Regions from separate parts of the Gossypium hirsutum genome. Here region 2 is linked to region 1. Evidence: chromatin contacts called from public Hi-C data. All regions are on one chromosome and are shown on one strand. The core of a region is the stretch at or near the end of the contact, and the rest is flanking DNA. Distances in the headings are between cores, read along the strand shown.

Region 1 (3,267 bases), core at 469-2,968:
TTCCCAACATATGAAGGAAGAAAAAAGAGACAGCAACATAAGTCTCATATATGAAACTTTATTGAACAAAGCTGCTTCCAAATCCCAAGCATATAACAGAAACAACTTCTACCATGAATTTGTAATATAAAACGAAATCAAGATCTCAACAATTAAAGAATATATCATAGAAAAAAAAAAGAATACCAAGTTCAGAAAATATGAGTTAGAAACTGAGAGTTGGCTATCACTAGTTTAAGGGAATAAAAAATGGTTTGGCCCCGAAAATGGAAGAGTTTGCTTACCAAATGTATAGGCAGACGGGAATGTGGACCCTTCCCGGAGGGTGTTCCGATATAGGATAGTGTTATCATTGATGCATTCCCAATCAGCAACTTCATTTGCTATAATTTCCTTGTCACTCAAAGGCCTCAACCTCACCACAACAAGAATCCTCTCCTCACGAGCACCTGCCGTTTGCGCCTTCTGTTCTTTCTCCACCTGCTTTAACTCCTCCCCACCAATTGCCCCCATTTTTTTTTCCTACTCCACTTTTCTTGTTACTCACCCTACTAGGCGTTAAGTGAAAAAAAGAGCCATGAATTTGCAGGTTCTCAAAAAGAGGACAAAAAATCAAACTCGATAGATCAAACACACATCGTACTCACCCTTGCTTTCCTAAAAATGCAAGAGAGTTTACAAGTTAACAGCAAGGTTGTTGGGGTTGCTAAATATATATTAAAGCTCAGGCCAATCCTTTCACAACCATAAGCCTATCTGCAAAAAGAAGCTAATCATGATTATAAAATCCAACTAACTATAGAAAACGATCCATGAGTATAAAGACTAATTACTGATTATATCAGCAACAGCGAGCTAATTATAGACTTTATCCAACCAACATGAAAATGATTTGCTTCTTATATTCTACTTTTAAGGTTAAACATCACTTAAATTAACCATTTTTAAAAAACAAAATCAAATGTCAATGAGAACTGGTAGTTAAGATGAAAAGATCCCTTCCTAACCCCCCCCCCAAAAAAAACACTCAAATTTTAATTTTTAATTCTTGAAAGAGCAGAAAACTTTCCCTAGTGGTCACCAACTATGCTTAATAGTCAAGCAACGAAAATCTTCAACTTTATAGTTTATACTCATAAATTAATAATAATAAAAAGTTTTACTCATTTTCTCATTTCTGCTTGTTTTGTTTTCTTTTCCCTCGAAACGAAAATGGCGGTTCAGTTTAAAAGAACTAGTATCAACTTTAGTACCAAAACAGTGTCGTTTTCCCTCCATTATGCTCTCTGATCTGATTCCATAACCGTATACTTTCCACCTCGAAACTCGAGCTCTGCAAAATCCTAACCGAATAAAATCTAAAAACTTGTTTAAAAATGAAAAACAATAGATTTTGATTCGAATAACGTAAGAATCCAAAATTTTCTGGATTTTTTTTTAAAACGCTAGCAGTATTAAGTAGTAACGATTTCTTTAAACGGTCAATTTCTAAATTCAGAAATCAAAATCACCCCCCAAAAAAACAACAGTCTTACATACGAAAACAAAATCTATCCACTTGTCGAATTTTAATGAATTTAAATTTAAAACTAAAAATTCATCGAAGGGGAAGAGAAGATACGTGACTTGGAAGAGCAAAAAAGAAACACTGAAGAAGCGAAATCGAAGGTGCTATGACTTTACGCGTCGAATAAAGTTGAAAAAACGAAAGGATACAATGGAGAATTTTAATTTAAACCAAGGGTAAAAATGGGACAGCAGGATCGGGAAGGGGAGCGTCTTTTGAAAATTTTCTCTTCCTTGATCAATTACTGTTTTACCCTTGCTTTTTTATATGAGCTTGTGTCGCGCCACGTGGTCTTTAAGTTTTCTTGTCAGTAAATGTAACTTTCCATCGCGATGCACCGTTCAATCGACCGCTATATTGTTAAACATCAAAGGTTTAATTATGCTCTCAGTCCCTATACTCTCTGAATATTTGAAATTTAGGCTTTCTATTTTTAACTATACAAATTTAGTCCGTGTACTTATTTGATTTAAAAATTAAAATCCAATTGATAACATTTTTAATGAAATTTAGTTAAATTTAAATATGTGTTATTCTAAAATTAAGGGCATGATTTAAAATTTAAAGCAAAATCAATAACACATTTTCAAATTTGAAGAAAAATAATTAATAGTATTGTCAATTGAACTTTAGTTTTTAAATCAAACAAGTAGAGGACTAAATTTATTAAATTAAAAACATAAGGACAAGTCAATTAAACCACATGTGAAATAATAAAATATTTGTGCACAAGTCTTTAATTGACAATGATCTCGAGTTCAATTCTTAAACAACCTATACCTTGTACCCTTATTAAAAAAGCATAAAGATTAATTTTAAAAGTTTGAGCAATAAAAGGACTAAGGTGGTGAATTAGACTAATGTCAAAATTCCTTTTGGGCTGTTCGGTAGAGTTTTGGATTTTTTAGTTGTTAGGGCACAAATAGAGGATTGAATAATCAAACCCTCTAATTGTAATGTTTGGTGAATGAAGGTTTGCAAGAGCTTGTTGAGCTAAAACTTCCAAAACAAAAAACGCTGGGATGGGCAACATTTTTCACGGTTGAATGGGAATGAGATATGTGGAATGACATATCTAACCATGCTTACTCAAAAATTACTCCCTTTGCCACATGCTCTCAAACCTAACAGGGGTGTTAATATATCAGTAGCTTTCATTCTCCCATTTTCACTTTCACCTCAAAGTCCAAAGCCTAAAGTCCAAAGTAAATCTAAAAAAAAGCCAATGTGAATCTACAAAAATCAACTATGGAGATTCATTTGCAAGATGATTTCATCCATTAAGGTTAGTTCTTTCTATGCTTTTAAATTGTTGTACTTTTTTTTTTGCCTTTATTTGTCAAAAATTTTTGCCGTTGTAAATCAATCTTTTTCCTCTCTGTTAGTCGATTTTTTCCCATGCATGTTAGGATATTATGGGATATTATCTTTTAGAAAATTGAATCCTAATAGGATATTATAGGATATTATTATGGGATATTATCTTTTAGTAATTTGATTCCTACGTAACTATGACTGTATAGATATATATGTACCCTTGAAGTCAATCAATAAAATTCAAGAGATTACCTTATTCTTGTCATGGAATTTGAGCAAGGTTTTTGATACAAATTATTTTTTTTATCATTCTAAATGGTTGGCGACGAGACTTCTCCTCCTCCTCCTCCTCTTCCACCACCACCTCCTAAAATTGAACCTAA
Region 2 (2,855 bases), core at 333-2,832, 250 kb after region 1:
GTTAGTTACACAACTTGCTGACATGATCATTTGACCCTGAATACACAACCTCAACCTGGCCACACGGCTGTGTAACCCCTGTTTTGCATTTTTATCACTTTTTTCTGAAATGTTTCAAATTAGTCCTTGCTTAGTTTTGAATTTTTTTAAACCTTTCTTAAGCTCGATTTAATCCCGATTGATATGAATAACATGTTTTGAATGAATGTTTGATTATTAATGATTGTTTAAATAAATTTTGAAATGAAATATCATGATTCTGTTATGTTATTTACTATAGCATTCTGTAACCTTAATCAAGTGATGAAGACGAGTGAGGGGAGTTACAATTCTAGAGCTTTCGCAAGCTCAATTTAAACTCGATTCGGTTTGCAAAGAATAATTTAATGTGAATGTATGTAATCAATTGATGTTTAATTGAATTTTTTTATTAGGAATTACAAATAACTATTCTAAAATTTGTCATAGCATCTTTTCGCCCGGATTTGACGATCGAACCGGGTGGGGGTGTTACATATTTGTGTGTGTATTTCGGTGATTGTTGTAACTTTATAAAACTTGGGTCCCATGACCAGGTCGGGTAAGGGGTATTACAATATGATTTTATTCAAGTGTAAACAAAGTATAAATGACTTGAGAGTTCTATTTAATATTTTAACCTAAAAAACTATAAAAAAATATTAAAATAGGAAGTTACATTTTGTTGGCCAATGAATGATTCAAAAAAAAAACTTATTTGAAAGAATATATAGAAACAATCAATCTTCTCCTATATTGTTCATACAAAGTGGAAAAGAATTTTTTTATTCAAAATTAAAGTATTCAGAACAAAACTTGTCATCAAACTGATTAGACTATTGATTTTCTAGTCCAACTGGTTCGATCGGTTTGATTGATCCGTTCAATGCTAATAAATAAATCATTAAAAAATCATAAAAATAAAAATATTAAAAATAAAAATATTTTGGTTCAACCACCTAATCAACCGATCTGTATTATTTCTCGAGTTAATCAATCTAATGTTTATACTAGTACCTTGACTAGTTCCCAATCTGACGAACCGGTCCAATTCAGTTCAAATAACAATGTTGAAAAATCCTCCTAAATAATTATTTTCTAAAAAAATATTTTTAAAATTTAGAATTAATTAAAATCCAAATCTAAATTAGAATTATCCAAACACTAATTTTAGATTAATTCAAAATATTGAAATTCAAATATTTTAATTCTCAAACAAAAAATTTAAAAAAAATCATAAAATTCAAAATTTAAAAATCAAAATTTTGAAATCCAAATTCAAATTTCAATTCTCAAACATTGCCCACAATATTTATAAATTTAATAAATCTATATTTTTAATTTTTTTTATTCTCAATAATTTATCCATAATATATACATTTCATTCCTACCATCTACCTAATAATTAAAATCTAAATTCAAAATTTTAAATGAAGATAAAATTCTAAAATTTAAATTCAATTAGAAATACGAAAAATATAAAAATAACTTAAAATCACAAATTTATTTCAAACTTTCTGTAACAGAGTAATTAAATACGCCGCATCGGGTCTCTTATTAAAAATTTTAGATTGCATCCATTTATTGGCTGCCATCTGTCAATTCTCTGCCAGTTACTTTTTTGGTTCGAGAATGCCTTTCTTAGGAGACCGCACAGAGGAACTAGAAGCACATACAGAGTGATTTACTGAAACGGCAGCAATCACGTAGGGTAGGGTCGGGACAAGGAAACCCTTCAAAATCGATGTCGTCTTTTGATGACGATGGCTACTTAGGCTACGACCCTCGCCTCGCTTCCCACCAGCTCCAGTCCTTCGACGCCCACTCGGTTAAGGACTCAGTAGCTGATTCCCTTCCGATGTTCTCCGATGGTACCGGAGATGATGTCTTCTCATCTCAATCGATACCTGAAACACCTCCGATCTACAGTAGCGGTGGTGGAAACTCTGCTTTCTCATCGGAGCAGAACGGAAAAGGATTGAACGGAGAGTTCGGAGGATCGGATGGGCCAATCTTGCCACCGCCTGCTGAGATGGGGCCAGAAGAAGGCTCTGGTTTGAGAGAGTGGCGCAGGTAAGTTTACCACTAGTTGAACTTCATTTCCATTCATTTGATTGTTCAAACTTTTAAAACTATCCAGCTAAATTGTGTATGATTAATAAATATGGAAGGCTCTTTTTTTATTAATTATATAATTGATTATTTTTATGAAGATGATAAAGTTAGCTTTAACGTTGAGTTGTTGATGAGATTGGATTTATGGATTGGCAGGCAGAACGTGATTCGACTGGAGGAGAAGGAAAAGAAAGAGAAAGAGACGTTGGAGCAAATAATAAAGGAAGCAGAGGAGTACAAAGTTGAATTCTACAGGAAGATAAGTATAGCTGTTGAAAATAAAAAAGCCTCCAACAAAGACAAGGAGAAGGTGATACATCAATCAAAATTCTTAACTCCATTGAATGTACTGTATGTTCTGCCCATCAATTTCACATTATGAAATTTTGGTGTTGTAATTATGGTATGTCAAACTGCAAAATTTTGTGATTGAAGGGTTAGGAACTTGGATTTACTAATAGTGTCATGTAAGTGTAATCAGTCCTTGCTTCTTTTTCGAGGTTTAGCGTTTTCTTAGTTGAGTGAAAAAATAAAAAGCAAAGATGAAGTGGAAATGTAGGAGAAGTCCACTAGAGTGAGCCCATTCCTCATTAAGTGTGCAAGTGAGAAAAAGGAAAACAAAGAAACATAATTATTTGTCATGCTAACGTATAAAAAAATTAATTTGAATGTTAAGAGAGTAAATCAGGGAATTTTAAATTAGTTCAAATTATGAATTAAGT

What was found. Hi-C and Micro-C count contacts between places; a contact is called where the count stands out from the background.
Region 2: a contact with region 1 is called in a Hi-C map of leaf, with 2.7 times the contacts expected there. The contact joins the promoter of LOC121212704 here to the promoter of LOC107893789 in region 1. A contact is called at or near these places in 8 of 34 Hi-C or Micro-C datasets (callus, hypocotyl, leaf and 2 more).

The regions. Positions count from the first base shown.
Region 1 is chrA13:43,944,677-43,947,943 of Gossypium_hirsutum_v2.1, forward strand. LOC107893789 (kinesin-like protein KIN-7F) reads right to left here and starts at 1,719. Exons shown (of 15, transcript XM_041086018.1): 1 at 1,622-1,719; 2 at 648-756; 3 at 285-548. The coding sequence starts at 513.
Region 2 is chrA13:44,193,124-44,195,978 of Gossypium_hirsutum_v2.1, forward strand. It overlaps LOC121212704 (clathrin light chain 2), which reads left to right and starts at 1,583. Exons shown (of 3, transcript XM_041086021.1): 1 at 1,583-2,091; 2 at 2,290-2,443. The coding sequence starts at 1,763.